Regions from separate parts of the Sus scrofa genome. Here regions 2, 3 and 4 are each linked to region 1. The links are chromatin contacts, called in public Hi-C and promoter capture Hi-C maps. All regions are on one chromosome and are shown on one strand. The core of a region is the stretch at or near the end of the contact, and the rest is flanking DNA. Distances in the headings are between cores, read along the strand shown.

Region 1 (2,909 bases), core at 290-2,789:
ATTCAGAATGGATAAGTAATGGGGTCTTACTGTACAGCACAGGGAACTGTGTACATTCTCTTGGGTTAGAACATAAAAAACAACAACAACAGCAAACATGGTAGTGAGTTCCTGTCATGGCCCAACAGCAACAATCCCGGCTACTATCCATGAGAATGTGGTTCAGTCCCTGGCCTTGCTCAGTGGGTTAAAGATCCAGCATTGCCATGAGCCTCTGTGTAGGTCACAGACGTGGCTCGGATCCTGTGTTGCTGTGACTGTGGTGTAGACCAGCAGCTGCAGCTCCGAGTCAATCCCTAGTCTGGGAACTTCCATATGTCAAGGGTGTGGCCCTAAAAAAGCAAAAAAAATAAAAATAAAAATTAAAAATTTTAAATTTAAAAACTTAGAACATATATATATATGTATATGTTCTCTTTTAATATATATGTTTATGGCTGGGTCACTTTGCTTTACAGCGGAAATCGAAGGAACATTGGAAAGCAACAATACTTTAATAAAACATTGTTTAAAAAGATGAGAATGAGTCAGAAGAATGATATACGTTTAAAACATGGGGTATCAAATTTGATTTGCAGGAAGAGTCAGAAAATTCTGCTTCCCTTTCCCCAAAACCCAGCCCGTCAGGAGTAAACATTCTGTGTCCCAGAAAACTATCTTGTAAATAGCAATTGTGTAGGACTGATTAACAAGCTTGATGTGTATTTCTGTACGCATGAAGCAAGACTCCATCAAGTAAGAAGCATTCAATATCTCGGTGGGGAGAAAAGGCAAAGAATAATAACTTTTCTTTCCTCTGAGTCGAGGAGCTAATTTCCATGCTGGACAATTTTTTAATAACATCAGATGCACCTTGGGGGTTTGGGAAGTTCTCCCGCAGTTCTGGACTCTCTTAAGTTCTCATTTTCCTTTGAGCTCAGATGAGTCTTTTATCTGTTGTACCCTTAATACTCCCGCTCATCTTGATGTAGAAAAGCTTCATAATGTGAAAGGGAGACGTTTAACAAGACACGAAGCTGATCGTTTTCACAATCAGAACATCTAATTGAGCTATAGTATTCCAAACCACGCTTGTGTGCAGGGAGATAATTTTTCCTTCATTTCCTATTTGATCAAAAAATTAACCTTCATTTAAAACACGGTGGCCTGAAACACTTTTATAGCTACGTTCTCTCTGCCGTTCCCGAGAATTTGAATTTTAAATTTGCCATCCCGGTCTCAAAAAATGAAACACACTGCGGATGCTTCTAGGACCAGGTGTTTATGATCAAAAACAGACATCAGAATGTGACCCATGTCCAAGGCATGCATCTGCCAGCCAGGGGAACTTCTTATTTTCTTCCAAGCGTTGGTGAAGGAACGAGGCTCTGACTTTACATAGTAATCTTTTTGTCTGAAAACCCAAGAGCCCCACAGATAGTCCATTTAACTATCCAAACATTGAGAACATGTATTAAGTATCTCTCTGCATGGACAGCTCAGCTTGGCCGGACACAAGGCAGACTGGGATCCTGTGATGGTGACGCAGACTTGGCCACAGGACAAGGGCAGTTAGGTAATTCACTTGACAAACAGTGCTCGGCACTCACCACGCATGACACATATGTAACCAGAGTGAGCCCCAGTTCATCTGGGGTCACCTTGCTCGGGAACAGCCTGGGAAAATAATGCAAACTTTGGTCTCACACATTGCTGGTATGTCTCCCAATTAATTCAGCCCCTCTCCAAAATACTGCTCACGAGTCTGTGAGGGAGTAAGTGAAAGCAGAGGACCCGCTCTCATAGCTGACTATCTGTTATGGGCCGAACCATGTCCCCAAAATGAGAGGCATTTAAACCCCAACCCCTGGCACCTGTAAATGTGACCTTCCTTGGAAATAGGGTTTTTGCAGATGATTCAACTTGAAATGAGATCATCAGGGTGTACCCTGGTCCAAAAGGACAGATATCCTTTTAAGAAGAGGGAAGTTTGGACACAGACATACAGGGGAAATGCCAGAGATGACAGAGGTGACCATTGGAATGACGCTGCTATAAACCATAGATGTCACCCAGAGGCTGGTCGAGGCCAGACAGGACCTTCCGGCAGGTTCCAGAAGGATCGTGGCTCTGCCAGCACCTTGGTTTGAGACTTTGAGTCTGCAGAGCCATGAGAAAATATGTTTCTGCTGTTTGACGCCACCAGTTTGGGAGTCTTTGTAACTGCAGCCCCAGGAAACAACAGGCTGTCTCGGCCACATCTTTATAACCATGAACCCAGGGCTTGAATTCCCCAGAATACTCCTAGCCTGGTGCCGTCGTGCAGAACAGACTTTCACCTAAGGTTTGGGTATAAAAGAGGGAAACCACTGCACAGAAACAGAGATAATATCCCTTATGCCTGCGGACAGAGCTTACAACCAGCATGACCAGTGAAAACCCTGGCCGAAGTCCCAGGCTGTCACCTTGACTAAGTTGCCAGCTCCCTCCCCAGAGGGCTGCTCCCACTGCCTGCCACCATTCCCCGATGAAACTCCCATTTCTAGGATTTGCCTAGAAGCTCCTAATCATTCTATAGCAGAAAGACCTCCAGACATCAGGGAGGCCCTGTGGGATCTTTCTGTGCATAAGAGTGAAGACCCCATGGACTCAGCCTCCAGGTGCCAGACTCTCCCACCACCGTGATCCAGTCAAATAACCTAAAGCTTCTTCCCTGCGTTTTCCTAACCTGACAGAGAAGCCGGCGGTCCTCACCCGCAGAGACCCTGGGAAAGGGTTTACAAATCCGGCTGAAGAACCTGGGGCATTAGGATCACCTGTGAAGCTTGATAAAATGCAGATTCCTGGGTTCCGGCCCAGGCCTGGTGAATTGCAATTTCTGCAGAAGTTTAGGAACCTGCATTTTAAAAAGATCTTGGTAAATTAGAGCC
Region 2 (2,909 bases), core at 159-2,658, 390 kb after region 1:
CCTTAATAAAGAGCTTTTTAATCAACACACAATGGCCCAGGCATGCACAGCATACTGAGAATGGGATCCCAGTATAACACGAGTATTCCAGTCCAAGCGTGTCAGAGTGGTCAACCTGAGATGAGGAGTGAGAGACAGCCCTGAGGGGCGGTCAGCGAAAGCCAGTAACAAACCCTGCTAGACGCTGCGCCAGAGAAAGGGGAAAACCTTCACGTCAGATTTTCTGGAAGTCAAAATGGGCTCGGTCTGGGCTCAGGGAAACAGGCTCGCCACAGCTAAGCTACACCAGAAATAGGTTCAATATCCTGAAGTGAAGTGCAGAACTGAACCACTTCATGTGATTCTGTAATTATATTTATAAGGCAATATCTCCGTGAAGCACTAAGCAAAGGACCTGAGGCACGGGGGGGGGCTTTGAAATACATCCATGAAGTAGAGCATGGAGCCAGCACTTTGAGGCGAGAGAACTTAGCAAGGTGGGCTGTGGGTATTCGTCCCTGAGGGATTTTAACAAAACATGACAGCACGCACTGAACGATTCCCAGAGTCAGAAACGGAAAAGCTTTCGGGGCCAGTTAGCAGGTGGGTGGAAGGTGCCAGCAGAGACTGGGGCCTGTGGAGGACGGCGGCGCAAACGCACAGAATTCAACTGTGGCACCTGCGTGCACCGCGTTCTCTCACTTAAGTACTGCCTGACCCCCCACCGCTGCCTGAAGCCAGGATTGGGCCTAAAAGCTCTCCTGAGGGTCCTTCCCATTCGAACACTCTAAGGAGTAAAATGAGATGAATATAAGGCAACCAAAACAAACCAGAAACAAAAACCCAAGACACAAAAAGAGTGAGAAGAAAAGAACTCAGGTAAAAAATCCCGGGGGAGGGGGGAACCACAAAGAATTCAAAAAGAAAACAATTCTTTAAAAATAAAAGTTTTAATTTGCATTAAGGATAACAATATGCACTCTATAAATTCTCAGAAACAAAGCTGAAAAGGGCAAGCATCGATAACTATGACAATTTTGAAAATAACAATCTAAATTTTTTTTTTTTTTTTTGGCTGTGCCCAAGGCACGTGGAAGTTCTAGGGCCAGGGATTAAACCTAGGCCACAGCCACGACCCTCGCCACAGCAGTGACAATGCCGGATCTTTAACCCGCTGCGCCACCAAGGGAACTCCGTCAATCTAACTTTTCATTAGACAGTCTGACCAAGAAGGTGCTATAAGATAAGAAATGTCAGGTTATGGAGTTTGTTTACATGCTTTTTCTATACAATTTGGGCTTTTATCTAAAATTTCATAAACGGAACATTTTGTTAAAATGAATTCAAGTTTCACAACCACGCTTAGTGAGCAAACAGGCAAAGGTGAACAGATCAATCGTCTTCAATCGACCGGATAGCGGGGTTACTGACCGGTAGGTAGTATCTTCTTTGCCCCTTATGTTTGGTGAGGAAGCCAACTGTGAGAGGTGGCCACTGTCACGAGGAGTGGGCTATGGGTGGGGACTAAGGTCTAGAGCCCTGTTGCCTTGAAAGAAAATGAGGTAAGTGTAAAATATATTAAAATTCAAAAATGACAGTGGGCAATCAAGACGACCTTATTTCAGACAACTCCTTAATTTGAATAATATGGAGCATGTAGTGCTATATTCTTTTTTAAGGTAAAACTGTATTTACTCAAGTTCTAACATTGTTTGATATGCTGTTGTGTGTTTTGTTAAATCCTGGCGAAACTAAGATAGGGTCGTAATATACAGCCCCCGATGTAAATAACACCACGTGAAGCCTGGTGACCCCGGAAACGGAAGACCTAAGTGTATTCTTGGTCAACAAATGACCACCGGCCATCCTGCACCGACACTGTCAGAACAGTCTGTGCGTTTAAACGCAGTCCCTGCCTTTCCCGCACAATATTATTATAATTCACATTTTTGGCCAGTTTGGGTTGGTCCTCAGTCCAGTTAGGTCAAATCACTGCTATTTTTATTGGCTTTTAGAGTCATCCTACGAAGAGCCTGGAAATAACTGTTCTGCTTCCTTAACTAATACTTTTCTTCTTACAGATTTTGTATTTTATTTTATTTATTATTATTATTATTTTGTCCTTTTGCCTTTTCTAGAGCCACTCCTGTGGCATATGGAGGTTCCCAGGCTAGGGGTCTAATCGGAGCTGTAGCTGCCGGTCTACACCAGAGCCACAGCAACGCAGGATCCGAGCCACCTCTGTGACCCACACCACAGCTCACGGCAACGCTGGATCCCCAACCCACTGAGCGAAGCCAGGGATCGAACCTGCAACCTCATGGTTCCCAGTCAGATTCGTTAACCACTGAGCCATGACGGGAACGCCACAAATTCTTTTCTTAATGCAGGGCTGTAAGTGGAACTCCAGGGAAGAGCCCATCACGCCTCCAGCTAGGCCCGCTTCAGAGGTTTCTGCTCCAAGGGCTGGAAGCCCTTTTAGCCCTCTCGCCGCCCCCCCACCCTGCACAGACTTGCGTGTGGACCACGGCTGTGCTTTACTGAGAATTTTCTGTAAGGAGCTCTGGCCGAGTGGGTGGCCTCTAGCAATCATGTCAGCCTTTACCACCTGTTTCTTAAAGCGGTGAGAATATGCATTCTCTAATTGGTGAGGACTGTTGGAACAGCGGCGTAAAAGGAATGGACTTGGAAAACTAATATTTTTTACATACCTTATTTTAAACAGGATCCTCTGAAGATCTATCTAGCTCAAGGGCAGCATTTTCTTCCTAGGCATGAAAGGGTTTAAAATACGTAAGATTTCACATTCTCTTTCTAGTTCATCGGTCTCAACCAAGGATTCTCAACCTTTCCGAAGTGAAGAGCCATTGCAACATCATCCAAGCGCAGGCTCGTGGGTATCTATCAGTTTCTTTCTATGGTTCCATTTA
Region 3 (2,909 bases), core at 132-2,631, 360 kb after region 1:
TTGTCTCAGATTTTCTAGCTTATTGTATTCTAGAGAAATATGGTTTTCAACACACTAATTTATCATGGTCTTCAGTTAAGCTAGAATTAATGTGTGAATTAACTGAAAAGGATTTGAGCAAGTAACTCCAAGCTTTGTAGAAAATGTAGATGGCAGAATAAGTTCTTCAAGATTTAATAGGGGAAAAGAGGGAAGGAAACAACCTGAACCTGCCCCTAAGGCTAGTGCTGAAAAGAGTCCAAACTTGGTATATGACAGATTTAAAGAACAACAACAACAACAGCAACAAAACAACAACAACAATGTGAAGATATCCACCACTGGCTGGAGCCACCTACCTGTCACAAAGCTTTAAAAATACAGTAGGACTGGAATGTGACACCAGAAATCACGACTTGTGCATAATTAATCACCTTACTTTGCCACCTACACTGCAGAGGACAGACTGGCAGCCTCGGAAGGCAGTGTACGTAAATACAGCTTCCATACGCAAATTCTCCTAATGATTTCCGCTTCGTAGGATCATTATCATAGATAGCCCTTCCTCCTTCTAGAAAAGGAAGCCAGAAAGCGTCCTGCGCTCAGAGCTCCTCAGCGATCAGCACAGGTTCCAATAAGCACTCACTTCACCGAGTTTACAACAACGCCTCCTGCGTTGCTCCGAGTTGCACGATCCCACACTAAACCTGTCGTTGAATGCGCGCGTGGGTGATTTTGGTTTTGTTTTTTACAAAGCTTTTCCTTATCTTAAGAGACCCAACTCACACTACAGACGTCACTTGGCGACGGCAAACTTATGTGCGTTTTCACTTTCTTCAGAAATGCTTTCTATCTTGCTGACATTCCGTGGGGCGCAGGGGACCGTGGTGGCTTTCCCTCCGCTGCGCAGACCTGGCCTCGGTGGCTGTGGTTTTAGGGATGCTCAAAGCCCCGAGGTGTAGAAGGCTTCCTCGGGAGACACCTTAGGGAGAGAGTCCGGCCTCGCCGTTGGGATTAACAGGGGATTAAGATGCACATTGAGGTTCCTGGGGTCTCCCCCTCCCCCACCCTGTCCGCGACCCCCTCCTCTACCCCCACCCGCTTCTCTCCCCCCAGCCCTCCCCTTCCCCTGCGCTCCCCTCCGGCCCGGCGCTTACTGTACTCTATTTACCACCCCAGCTGGGCTCGCGCCGCGGGGATTGGCTGCGAACGCGGAAGGACCGAGCGCTCGCCCCGCGCCCGCGCCGGCCAATGGGGGTGCCCGCCCGGCCTGATGGACGCGCCGCCCTCCACCAATGGGGACGCAAGGCAGCCGGATCGTGTGGCCCCGGCGAGCGCTGATAAAAGCCGCCCGGCCGGGCTCCCTGCTTCGTTCTGAGCCGAGCCTGGTGCCGAGCGTAGGAAGCTCTGCAGGCGGCGGCGGCGGCGGCAGCGGCGGCGTCCTGAGCTCCGGGGCAGCCCGCTCCCTCCTCCCGGTCTCTTCTTTCCTGCGGTCAGCATGAAAGCCTTCAGTCCAGTGAGGTCCGTTAGGAAAAACAGCCTTTCGGACCACAGCCTGGGCATCTCCCGGAGCAAAACCCCGGTGGACGACCCGATGAGCCTGCTGTACAACATGAACGACTGCTACTCCAAGCTCAAGGAGCTGGTGCCCAGCATCCCTCAGAACAAGAAGGTGAGCAAGATGGAAATCCTGCAGCACGTCATCGACTACATCTTGGACCTGCAGATCGCCCTGGACTCGCACCCCACTATTGTCAGCCTGCACCACCAGCGACCCGGGCAGAGCCAGGCATCCAGGACGCCGCTGACCACCCTAAATACGGACATCAGCATCCTGTCCTTGCAGGTAAGACCTGCTCCTGGTGCCCCGCTCGCGGCCGCGCAGCCGGGCGATGCCTGGGCTGCCACTGGCCGACCCATTGTCGAGACCGCCGGCCGCAGTCGGTGACTCACAAATGAGCTAATTAACTTCATTGTTATTAGTTTTAGTTTTTTTTGTTTTTTTTTTTTGTTTTTTTTTACAAATCTGCTGTAGATTGAGTTATGCGGGAAATTGCTGATAGGTTAGTTCTGAGAGGTTAACGCATCAATCTTTGAGTCTGCAATTAGCGTAAACGTCTTTACTGGAACTTGCTGTTCTATGGGCTACTTGGAAAAAGAAAAAAAAAAGCTCTTTCTCCTGAAGTTGTCTAACGTCGAGCCTTTTATCCCCGTTCTCTCGTAGGCTTCTGAATTCCCTTCTGAGTTAATGTCAAGTGACAGCAAAGCGCTCTGTGGCTGAATAAATGGTGAGTGTTTGCTTGTGCCACCGGTCGGTGAACCGGCACTCGGGGTGTGTGCGCGCGCGCGCGCGTGTACTTGCGAATCTGTAAAATGTTGGGTTTGGTAGATGAATGTGTACTTGGTTGTATAACACGTAGTACATTGTTTACGTGTACTAGATGTGAAGAGGCATCTGGCTCCTGTTACTCAAATTCACGGAAGATTTTCCTTAAAAAAAAAAAAAAAAATGCCAGTAACTATGGAAGGTGGCAGAGGAAACTGTGTAACTGTGTCCCGGTTTTATGTGCCAGTATCATGCCTGGGCTGTTTTCTGCTCATGCTCTGGTACTACGAGGTACTAACCCCCGTGTAATTAATCTTATCACCGCAAATTCCATCGGGATCCTCCCTCCCTAAAACTCCAGCCCTCTGGGACCAGGCTAGCCAAGCATTGCTGCCCTGTGCCTCAGCCCCTGTGATGTGGGATTCCGACTTCCCAATCTGTTAACTAAAGGGCTGTTTTCAATCAAATAATTGTTACAAGAAGCAGACTGGCGCCTATGAGCCCTGCCGCTGGAGATCCAAATAGGAGATTGCATTGGGAAGTTTTTCGCCTGAGTCTCTGCTATTTTAATGTTTAATTTGCGCTGTCGAGGCCGAGTGTGTGT
Region 4 (2,909 bases), core at 307-2,806, 330 kb before region 1:
AAGAAGAAAAACTGCAATGTTTCGAATGGGAGAGACTCCATAAACTTAGGCGTGTGTTCCTCGATGCTTGGCTCATGGATCTTCGGCACCAGAATCACCTAAGTGTTGATTTAGATAGATTTTGGGGGGGTCCATTCTAGACTTAGGAAATCAGAATTTCCAGAGGCAGAACTCAGGAACCTATACTCTAACCAAGAGGGGGGCCCAAAAAAACTGAGCATGTCGCTCTCTGAATGACCTGCAAGAGCCAGAGGTCTGTGATTGCTGGGGGAGGGAAGGAGGGAGTGGGATGGACTGGAAGCTGGGGATCTGTAGATGCAAACTACTGCATTTAGAATGGATCAGCAAGGGGGTCCTACTGCACAGCACGGGAACTTTATCCAATCTCTTGGGTTAGATCATAATGGAAGACAGTATGAGACATAAATATATACACATGGGTCACTGTGCTGTAGAGCAGAAATTGGCACAACATTGTAAGTCAACTGTAATAAAAAATAGTAATCTTTTAAAAAGAGAGAGAGTTCTGTCTTGCAGGCGGGAGAATTAGGCTGGTTAAGATGTCAAGCATCAGAGATCTGAAAGACATTCTTTGCAGAAGGAACAGCAAGGCAAAGGCACCGTGAAAAGCCTTGGGGAGCATTTGGACAATAATCCAGTTGGCAAGGACACAGGCTATATGAAGAAGAACTGGAGACCATAAACTGAAGCCTGAATTTCTGTCTCCTGCCCTCGCTAAGGTAAGGAGCCTGCAAACCAGACTGCTAAATGAGAAGTCCACACGTCCCTTCATTTTTTGTTAAGCCTCTTATCTCATGAGGATAGTTAATCTCTTTTTGACTTACCTTGGTTTCTTAGCATGAATATGGTAAAAACAACTTAAGCTTTTTTCTTTTATTCAATGAAATCCATCTTACTTAAACCCTGGCCCCATCACATGTTAGCTCCTTGACCTTGTGCTAAGTCAGCTATAACACAGCTGGGAGCCTCAGTTCAGGCCTCAGCAAAGAGGCATAATATCTACTAATTGTCATGAGCGCGAAGCAGGCGGGCACAACGGAGTGTGGGCACCAAGCAGGCCATTCGTGAAGGGAAGACTTTTTAAGTGTGGTCGGGCTCCCAGGATGCTGGTTTGCTTATTCGTGACTTTTTCTTGGATTGAATAACTCACCCTTTGATTCTAATCTTCAGATTCAACTGTCTACCTGGCATATTTACGATCCCACTGAATTTCAACTCGTGCAGCTCTTTTAAGGCGCGTCAGCCTGGGACAACGCTGGGGCCCTGTGTTAGGATGGCCCAGTGCCAAGGCAAATGTTTAGACTTGGCTGAGGGCTTGGCGTTCACTGAGTGCTCAATGCTTTAAAGAATATGCAAACCTGGGAGCTTTGGGGGGAACAGAGGGGCTGGCTTCTCAGCGGGCATTACAGCCACACAGGTGCATGGCCTCCCATTGACAGGGGGCGAACGTTTGACCCCAGAGTCCTAAGCTGGTCCCCGGGAGCGCCTGGAGCAAGTGCAGCTTTGACTGCGCAGAGCCCTGTTTGACTTGGCGGAGGGCCCCGTGAACCTGGCGGTGGGCATGGCCCAGAGGAAAACAGCCTTGACATTGACTCTCGTCACCGCCATGCTCAGGGCCACCTGTGGGTTTCACAACCCACCTCTCCTTTCCCACAGCATCCTAGCCAGTTCGTTTGTGTTCCTGGAAAAAAAAAAAAAAAAAGACAGAGATCCCCTGGCTCTTTGCTCCAATGCTGAGTATCTGCTTGGGTCGCCGCCTTAAGGCACTCACCTGTGCACACCTCTGAGTGCAGGCTCTGGGCCAGCTGCTCCATCAGGAGCCTTTGTTATTTCTGGTCTCCCTCCTGTTTCCACGCATCTATAAATATACAAGTTCCACCGTGATGGGGAAGAAACGAACATTCATTAAGCACCTGCTTCAAGCCAGGTGCTTTCACACACAGAACCTTGTTTAATCCTCAGAGCAGCTCCGTGAGAAAGGAGTTAATATCTCTCTGTATTGGATAAAGACGGTCAGGTGACACATCGGAGGAGCCAAGATTTGGACCCGGCCTGCTGACTCCAAGTTCATGGTCTTTCCGTTTACTCTGCTGCCTCTTAACATGTTCTGGAAAGAGCAGCAGCCAGGACATGAGGCATGGATTCCAGCCCAGGTTCTCACATTGGCCGCCCGGAGACAAACTCCCCTACCTTCTCAAGGTCTCTGCCTCTCTCTCCTTAGGAAATGAGGGGCCTGGACAAGCTTCCACTTTTAACGTGTCTCCCAGCACAACACCAGAGACCAAATGAGGGGAGCGAGATCCACTGCCATCCTTCGTCAGTCCTGGCCAGAGGAAGCTCTGTGTCCACAGACAGCGGCGGTCTGGGTGGAATTCCACCCCAAAGCGGCCCCATGGGTAGGTGAGGACGAAGGCACGGATGGGTCCCGGTCTGTCCCACGACAGTCAGAGGGTCTCTAATAAAGGTGATTTGTGCAAGGGGAAGAGGCCACACACCAATGTGTGCGATAGTGGAGGCAGTGGCTCTTGGCCTGGGCAGACACTGAGGTATGCTCTGTGTGTATTGACCCATGTTGCCTTCCTGACACTGGGACAGAAAGGCAGCTATTTTCCACATCTTGGACATATGTGAGGAAACAAACCTCGGAACGCGTACACACAGCTTGTCCGGGAGGGGCTAGGGTTTGAACCCCATCAGTTACTCTTTTTCGTTTGCTTTTTTAATGGCTGCACCCATGGCATATGGAAGTTCCCAGGCCAGGAACTGAATCCTTGAACCCACTGTGCCAGGCCAGGGATCGCACCCACAGCTCTGCAGTGACCTAAGCAGTGGCAATCGGATTCCTAACCCACCGTGCCATGGTGTGAAGTCCCTCTCAGTGCCTTGTA

What was found. Promoter capture Hi-C pulls out the DNA fragments that hold promoters and counts their contacts. Hi-C and Micro-C count contacts between places; a contact is called where the count stands out from the background.
Region 2: a contact with region 1 is called in a Hi-C map of liver, with 7 times the contacts expected there. A contact is called at or near these places in 1 of 47 Hi-C or Micro-C datasets (liver) and 1 of 2 datasets of targeted methods (alveolar macrophages).
Region 3: a contact with region 1 is called in a promoter capture Hi-C map of liver, with 11 times the contacts expected there. A contact is called at or near these places in 2 of 5 promoter capture datasets (both in liver), 5 of 47 Hi-C or Micro-C datasets (embryonic fibroblasts, heart right ventricle, liver and 1 more) and 2 of 2 datasets of targeted methods (alveolar macrophages and skeletal muscle).
Region 4: a Hi-C map of liver shows a contact between it and region 1, with 3 times the contacts expected there. A contact is called at or near these places in 1 of 5 promoter capture datasets (liver) and 1 of 47 Hi-C or Micro-C datasets (liver).

What each region holds. Positions count from the first base shown.
Region 1 is chr3:127,863,946-127,866,854 of Sscrofa11.1, reverse strand. No RefSeq gene overlaps it. Among named protein-coding and RNA genes, the nearest start is that of ID2, 360 kb to the right of the region's middle.
Region 2 is chr3:127,475,755-127,478,663 of Sscrofa11.1, reverse strand. KIDINS220 (kinase D-interacting substrate of 220 kDa) reads right to left here. Exons shown (of 30, transcript XM_021087893.1): 29 at 2,691-2,747; 30 at 918-1,525. The coding sequence ends at 2,697. Among named protein-coding and RNA genes, the nearest start is that of ID2, 26 kb to the left of the region's middle.
Region 3 is chr3:127,501,679-127,504,587 of Sscrofa11.1, reverse strand. ID2 (inhibitor of DNA binding 2, HLH protein) reads left to right here and starts at 1,381. Exons shown (of 3, transcript NM_001037965.1): 1 at 1,381-1,825; 2 at 2,204-2,267. The coding sequence starts at 1,478. The coding sequence ends at 2,260. It overlaps LOC106509912 (a long non-coding RNA gene), which reads right to left and starts at 1,079. Exons shown (of 3, transcript XR_002342872.1): 1 at 339-1,079.
Region 4 is chr3:128,197,243-128,200,151 of Sscrofa11.1, reverse strand. No RefSeq gene overlaps it. Among named protein-coding and RNA genes, the nearest start is that of RNF144A, 670 kb to the left of the region's middle.